Linked DNA regions of Mus musculus: region 1 is linked to region 2. A link is a contact called in public promoter capture Hi-C data. All regions are on one chromosome and are shown on one strand. Each heading gives the region's core, a stretch centred on a gene start, on an enhancer-like site or on the middle of the called end of the contact. The rest is flanking DNA. Distances are from core to core; before and after follow the strand shown.

What was found. Promoter capture Hi-C pulls out the DNA fragments that hold promoters and counts their contacts.
Region 1: a promoter capture Hi-C map of second pharyngeal arch cranial neural crest shows a contact between it and region 2. The contact joins the promoter of Igtp here to the promoter of Ccdc69 in region 2. A contact is called at or near these places in 1 of 39 promoter capture datasets (second pharyngeal arch cranial neural crest) and 1 of 484 Hi-C or Micro-C datasets (B cells).

What each region holds. Positions count from the first base shown.
Region 1 is chr11:58,198,178-58,202,021 of GRCm38.p6, forward strand. It overlaps Igtp (interferon gamma induced GTPase), which reads left to right and starts at 1,379. Exons shown (of 3, transcript NM_018738.4): 1 at 1,379-1,602; 2 at 3,291-3,540. The coding sequence starts at 3,502.
Region 2 is chr11:55,075,945-55,079,918 of GRCm38.p6, forward strand. Ccdc69 (coiled-coil domain containing 69) reads right to left here and starts at 2,187. Exons shown (of 7, transcript NM_177471.4): 1 at 2,069-2,187. The coding sequence starts at 2,116.

The DNA.
Region 1 (3,844 bases), core at 129-2,628, 3.1 Mb after region 2:
CCATCAGCCTATCTCCGTACTGGAGTTACTAGTACATATCACCACGTCTAACTTTTGACATGGGATCTGGAGGATTGAACTCAGGTCCCTGTGTGTGCACTGTAAGCACCTTACTGACTTCATCTCCCCAGCCTGTCAATCATCTATTGACCAAGTTCATCGATCAGGAACACTCCTGTGCAAGGGCATCTTGCAGAGTGCTGCCTGCTGTCATTTTCTGAGCGAGAGAAGTCACAGGTGGCAGAGACACTTAAAAATGAGATGACTTAGCAGGTAAAAGCACTGACTGCTCTTCCGAAGGTCCTGAATTCAAATCCCAGCAACCACATGGTGGCTCACAACCATCTGTATTAAGATCTGATGCCCAGGCCGGGAGAGGTGGCCACGCCTTTAATCCCAGCACTTGGGAGGCAGAGGCAGGCGAATTTCTGAGCTCAAGGCCAGCCTGGTCTACAGAGTGAGTTCCAAGACAGTCAGAGCTATACAGAGAAATGTCCTGTAACTCCGGTTGCACGGGTTCCAACTCTCTGCTCCGACCTCCGAGGCTCATGCACATGCACACCTATTGAAGGGAGGGATGGGGGAGGGAGGGAGTCAGGATGTTAGGGACAGTGAGTGAAAATGAAAGACCAGGTCAGTAAATGGCCTGGGGTGGGGGGAGCCCTGGGGGCATGGACTGTGCAAATGAGCACACACTTCCCATCAGCCACTTACCCTGCTAAGCAATTACACAGGGAAACTAGCCCATTCCCCTCTACCTGGGCACTCAGTGGTCCAGGGCATCACTGTACACAAAAAAAAAAGGAGAGGGGGAGGGGGAGAGGGGGGAGGGGGAGGGGGGAGGGGGAGGGGGGGAGAGTGTTTATTTTTATTTTTTGGTTTTTGTTTTGCTTTGTTTTAAATATTTTTCCTGAACTCAAGAGAAACCGGTGGGCAGAAGGAGACCACTTAAAGGTGGCATATTCTGCCGCATACTTTGATCCTGGGGAGACGACAGAATTGGAACAGGGCAGAGTAGGTGGAATTTCTGCCCCTGAGCTGAGTGGGCGGGAAGGAGCGAGTAGACAATGAGAAGCGACAGAAGCCCCAAGGAGCAGCAATGAAGGGCGAGTAGTTCTCCAAGGACCAAGTTCGCTGGGTCTCAACATGGTGCCATCATTAAGAGGGGCTCCGGAAAGGAGGTAGCAGGGTCAGACAAGGCAGCTCTGACCGAAGTCTGAATGGCAGGCTTCACGGGCAGACTTCTGACCTCTATACCTGGAATCTGGCCCAGTTACCCCTCTCTTTGAAGAAGAACGTGGCCTCTGAGTGCTAACTCCCGAAAACTAGCCATTTCTAGGAACTGAAACTGAAAGCTGTTCGGGCATCAGGCCCCGCCCCTTGGGGAGGAGGCAGGCAGGGCTCACGCCTAGAAGTTGGGGACTTACATCTGGGCCAACATAGATAGAGCAGGGTCTGAGAGGAAACCTAGGAGCTCAGGCTGCCCTTCAGCTGCTCCTGCCTCTTCTAATCGCTCTTCCCCACAGGACCCTGCCCCACCACACTTCTCTCTCTCCTGACCGTCCTGAGCCTGGATTGCAGCTTTGTAAGGCTTCTGAGCAGGTAGGTGAGGGGCTCCTGCTTGGCCTATAAACCTGCTCAGGGCAGGGGAGTCTGGGGTCAGGTGTTCCTCTGGGGCACCCTGTGCAGCAGGCACCCTCCTGCACTGTCTTCAGGATCGGAGTGCATGGTGTCTGGCTGAATCAAGTCCTTCCAATTCACCAGAGAGAAGCAGTGTGCTTCTTTTTTTACCTGGGTATCCCTGGGTTTGTGGGTCTTCTGAGGGAGCCTAGTTAAGAGAAAACAGGTGGGATTTTACTCAAATTCTCTTGGCCACTACTTCGATGACCCCTCAGGGGCCAGAGTCCAGGATCAGAACAGCCCACAGGTAATATTGGAACATTCTGGAATTGTGTAATGTGCATCTGTTCTCCATGTGCGACACGCAGGGGCTAGAACTCTGGCTTGGAAGGCTGGGTTCATAAGGAAACTTTTTGTCTAACTCTGTTGGGCATTATCTATCTGCCTTGGAGACGCTGGTTCTTCATCTGCCAGCATTTAATTTAATCTTTTGGAAGAGAGTATAACAAAATGCAACCCGACGGAACATAGTAACATAGGCAACCAATGGGCTGCCACTTCCACTGTGTATGTGACCTTTTTTGTGCAGGTGTGTGTGAGACTATTGCATTTGTGTGTGGGCCCGAGTGTCTGCTTGCCAGTGTGTATGTGTGTATAATCCAGAGGCTGACATTAGGGTGTCTTCCTCAGTCACTCTCCAATTTATTTCATTTTATTGAAATAGAATCTCTCAGTGAACCTCTTGGCTAGACTGACTGGCTGGCCAGCAAGCCCTCTGGGATCCTCCTCTGGACCTCCACCTCTCCAGCTAGGGTATTTTAGGCATGAGTATTGAAACTGGCTTTTATGTGGATGCCAGGGGTTCAAACTCCTGCTTGTGAGGCCAGTGCTTTCTTCATTGAGGCATCTCTTTCCCCCCCTTTCCCCAGAGTATTTAGAGAGATCTGGATCTTTATGGAGAATTGTAGTCAGCTTTAGATCAACCAGAAGCGTGACCAGGAACTGCTTTGTATAATTCAAGATGTCTTTCTTCTCTCCTTTCTTCCTTTCTTTTCTTTTTTCTTTCCTTGTCTTTCTTTTTGTTGGTTTTTTTTTTTTCTTGAACAGTCCACGGGGGCTTTTTATTTATGTTTTACACCTCTATAAAAAGGTGGCACACGCCTTTAATTCCAGCACTTGGGAGGCAGAGGCAGGCGGATTTCTGAGTTCGAGGACAGCCAGGGCTACACAGAGAAACCCTGTCTCGAAAAACCAAAAAAAAAAAAAAAAAAAAAAAAGAATCCCGGGATTTCCCCCCTCTGTGTGTTTTCGTCTTGCTTCTTCATGGTCCAGTACGGTGAAGCCACACTGACAGGTGGGAGCAGGTCCGCACTTGTTCAGCCTGCCTTTGGGGCCCACAGTAGTCCCCAGCTCTGAGATCATCAATGATTTAAAATTCGCCAATGTAGCTTTGCTTCATCATCTCAGTTAGGACCTGAGCGATGCCTTGGCCCACGGCCCGACGAGTGCCTGGCATTTGCCTCTCTTCTCAGCTGTTCTTGAGAGCACCCGCCGGGGCATGCACACCACAAGCAAGCTCACGGAGAGATGGCAGAAAGAGCTCCTTGTGGTTTCTGACAATACATTTTCCTCATCTGTCATCAGTTGTTGTAAAATCGTTTTTCTAACAGGTTCTGAAGGAGAGTAAAGAGTGCAAGGCCTAGAGCAGACCCACAGAGTTCAGGCCCACAGACATAGACCTTCATACTCCATAAAGTTGAAGAGAGAAGAAAGAAGCCGAGGACCACCGGCCCAGCCATTTTAGCTGAGACTCCAGAGCGTTCACTCAGACAGCGGAGAGCTGTGGAGAGAGAGAGAGAGAGAGCAGGGCACACACGTCCCATGGATTTAGTCACAAAGTTGCCACAAAATATCTGGAAGGTGAGTAGCATGGCTTGCCTGATGTACCGATGAGAAAACTGAGACTTCAGAAACTGGTTGGGCTGGCAGGGAGTTGGATGAGGCTTCAAACACAGGTTGGGGCTCTTGGCTGAACTCCTCCGTTCTGAGCTTATGTCCAGGCCCAGCCACTGTGTGAGTGGCTGCAGACAGTGCTCTGGGGGGAGAGATGAACTCACTTCAGGAAGGGAACAAAGGGAGGAAACATCCCAGGAGAGAGGACTGAGGAGAGAGGCCACCCGGGACAGGAGGGGAGGCCACCGAGGAAAGGAGTAAAGAGAGACGC
Region 2 (3,974 bases), core at 937-3,436:
ATATATATGTAGTCCTGGTTCTCAATATGTAGACCAGGCTGTCCTCAAACTCACAAAGACCCACCTACCTTGGCCTCCTGAGTTCTGGGATTAAAGTTGTGTGCTACCATACCCAGCAAGTCTTCCATATTTTTTTAATTAAGAAAAACATTAAAAATTTGTATATATATAGGTGTTTTGCTTGCCACGTGCATGCTGGCTGCACAGAGACCAGAAGGTGTTGGATCTCATGGTACTGAAATTTCAGATAGTTTTGAGCTGCCATGTGGGTATTGGAAATTGAACTTGGGTCCTCTGGGAGAACAGCCAAGGCTCTCAACTACTAAGGCACCTCTCCAGCCCCCTAGCTGCCTCTGAGCAGCCATCCTACCATTCGGCTCTCATAGCCTCTCTGAGCCTTAGGGGCCACACCTGTAATGCGTGGAAGCTTCATTCTACAGCTCAACCTGGTCCCCAGGACCTTCCTGGCACAGAACAGGAAGTGAAAATATTTAGGGAGTGTCATTATTGTGGTCTGACTCTTGTGACCTCCTGAACCTCTATTCTAGAGTTCTATCTCCCAGGGGTATTGGCAGACTGTGTAGATATACCGGGTGCTCACGACTTGACACCCGCATTGGAAATTAAGCAAAAAGCACCAACCAGGAGGGTTAGGAACAGGTGGGAACTTAGCCAAAAAGCAGCCCACTATCCAGCTCACAGGCACCGTGAGCAAAAGAACCCAACGAAGCTGCACAGGCCCAAGGCAGACATGGAGGCCCTTTGAGGCAGCAAAGGTGAAGGGCTTTGCAGTTATCAAGAAGCCCTTAGAAGCCAGGTATGGTAGCCCAGGCCTATAATTTCAACATTAGGGAGGCTAAGTAAAATTGAAAGTTTGGGGCCAATCTAGGCTACATATTGAGAGCTTGTCTAAAAAATCTGAACAAAAACATCCAGCCTGCTGTGGTGGGGAGGCTGGTAATCCCAGCATTGGAGAGGCAGGTGAATTAGCAGTGCAAGGCCAGCTTTGGCTACACATTAAGTTTAGGACAGCCTGGGCTACACCAGACCCTGTCTCCAAAAGTGGGGATGGGGAGAAAAATAAAACAATGAAAAGTTAGTCCAAGTGCAGGGGAGGGTTCAGAGAACACACACACACACACACACACACACACACACACATTGACAAAGTTAGGGGTAGATAAACAGAGGTAACAGGAAGACTAATGAGCTGAAGTTCCTTGCAAAATTAATCATTTTCACAGTGGGGACTGATGAAGTTCACGGGCTGTCCATCCCCACAAGGGGTGGAGAGACTGGCAGACAGGAAAAAACGACTAGGACTCTAGAGTGCCTGTTTCCTTCTCTGGGCCCCCGGCTGTCCTCAGTGGATTTGGCCCTGAATCTAGGCTCTGACCTCCTGACGTTTCTCAGACCTCAAGGGGCAGAAACCTGAGTCAGTCTCTTGGGCTCTAACCCAGCTTCAGGGCTCTGGGGCGGGAGGGACAGGAAGGAGGAGAGAGCTGCAGGAGACTACAAATCAACTCCCACTTTGGCTCCTCCCAGCTACCCTAAGGGCAGCCCACGCACCGCTCAGTTCCCGCAGGAAGCCCTGACCCGCTTCCTAGGCTCTAAAGGGTGCAGTGATCCCAGGCGAAACTCGTTAAGAGGCAGCCTGTGTCTAGCAGCCCTTGGGCAGACCAGGGAGTTGAGGTTTCCAACAGGTCTCAGGTGATGCTGGTGCTGTCCGGCTGTGGACCTATCAGAGATTGCCGGCCTTAGACCTTAGCTCAAGGCGCAGAGAGGTTAAGAACTCTGTCCTCTACTACACAGTGACAGCCCCACACTGAAGGCCACCTGCCACGGACACACCAGTCACCTCCCCGCGGGGACAGCAGGGTCAGCTGCAGTTTGTCTGGGACTGAGTGTGTTAACTCGGCTTCTGATTGCCGGGTCGGGCGGAGACAGAGCACCCCCACCCCCGCACCCCAATCTCCATGACTGCCCCCCCCACTGCTGTCCATCTGGTGTCCTCTGCTGTCCCTCTGAGCGCCCCCCAAGCAGACCTCCGTGTGCGGGCTCCCGGTACCTTCTCTGCGCGCTTGCCGCGGCTGTGCCGGCTTTGCCTGCAGCCCATCCTGCTTCGCGCGTCCCGCTGGCTGTGACTCTCAACCGCCCGGAGCTGCAGCCGCGCCGGCTGCGCGCCTTAAATGCCGGAAGAGCAGGGCCTGCGCGGGGCCCCGGCCGAGCCGGGGCCGGGCCAGGGCAGGTGCCAGCGGCGCTCCACGCCAGAAGTACCTGAGGCCGGGGCAGGAGAGATCCCCAGGAGCCACAGATGGTTCTCAGGACCCTCTGATGAGAAAGAGCTGAGAGGGAAAAGAACGAAAACAATTAAACCAGGCGTTGTGGCACACGTCTGTAATCCCAGTTCTGAGGAGGTGGAGGCAGGAGGATCACAAGTTCGAGGACAGTCTGATATATATAGGGGGTTTAAGACCAGGCAGGGCTACATGATAACCTGTCATACAAAGGGAACGGGGTTGGAGAGAGATCTTAGCAGTTAAGAGTATTTTTCTGCCCTTCCAGGGAACTATGGTTCAACTCCAGACACCCACATCGGGTGGCTCAAAGATGCCTGTCCGGCTCCAGCACATGGGCCTTTTAACCTCTGAAGGCACTGAGGGTGAGTGCCTATAGACCCAGCACTTAGGAGGCTGAGGCTGGAGTTTCAGGAAGAGGCTACAGAGTAAGTAAGAGCTTATCTCAAAAACAAAACTAACCAAGCAAGCAACCAAAAGAACAAGCCAGCTGCAGGCTCAGTGGGAAAGGCAGTTGCCTGTGATGCCGACTTGAGCTCCATCCCCAGGCCCCACTTGGTGGAAGGAGAAAAGGAACATGCATGCCAAGGCTCACACACTGCATTACCCATTCATAACTAAATCTACATTTCCTGAGCTGAAAAGGCCAATCAATTTGCAGTTCCAGGAGCCTGAGGCAAAAGGACAACCACAAGTTGGAGGTCAGTCTAGGCTACAGAGTGAGCCCTTGTCTCAAAAGAAAATGAATTAAAATTATCTCAGTGAGTAAAGGTGCTTGCTACTAAGCTGATGACCTAAATTCAATTCCCAGGAAAAAGAGAGCCAACTCCTGAAATTTGTCCTCTGATCTCCATATGTAGGCCATGTGCACACATGTGTGCACACACACTCACTCTCCCCTCTTCAATAAACAAATGAATAAATGAAATAAAAGTATACTTCAGAGAGGGACAATGCTGGTAGCAAGGCCCAGAGCCCAGGTCAAATGCTCCCCCAAACCTGGCTTTTGTAACACCCCTGCAAATAAATGACACCCACTTTCATTGTAAGCTTTCCACAAGGCTGGGCCAATAGCTTTCCCCAGCTCACAAGATCTGTGTGACATAGTCTTCTCTCCTCAGGACAGACACTGCAAGCTTGCCAGATGCAGTGGGAATGGGGACAATAGGGTCAGAATCTAGGACAAGAGACTCCTTTCTATCTTCTTGGAGTGCTCACTGGGAGCTGCACGTGGGAAGGCGATAACAGCTTTGAAAGTCAGCGCTCCAGAGTACTGGGCACAGGTTAGAAAATCCGTGTCAGGGTCACAAACTCTCTGAAAGTTGTATTGAAGAAAGAGACCCAGTGCAATGAATAACACATTCAAGGCAATGACCCTCCAAAGAGCAGAAAACAATATTGAGCTGGGCATGAGGGCTTATATTTGTAGTTCAAACAGCAAGAAAGCTGAAGCAGGGGGTCACTGTGAGTTCCAGGCAAGCCTGGACTACATAATGAAACCCTGTGTCTTAGTCACTGTTTTATTGTTATGAAGAGGCACTATGAGTAAGGCAACTCTTAAAAACAGAAAGCATTTAACTGGGGGGTGGGGTGGGGTGGGCTTCTTACAGTTTCAGGAGCTTAGTCCATTATCATGGCAGGGAGCATTTAAAGGCACTGGAGCGATAGCTGAGAGTG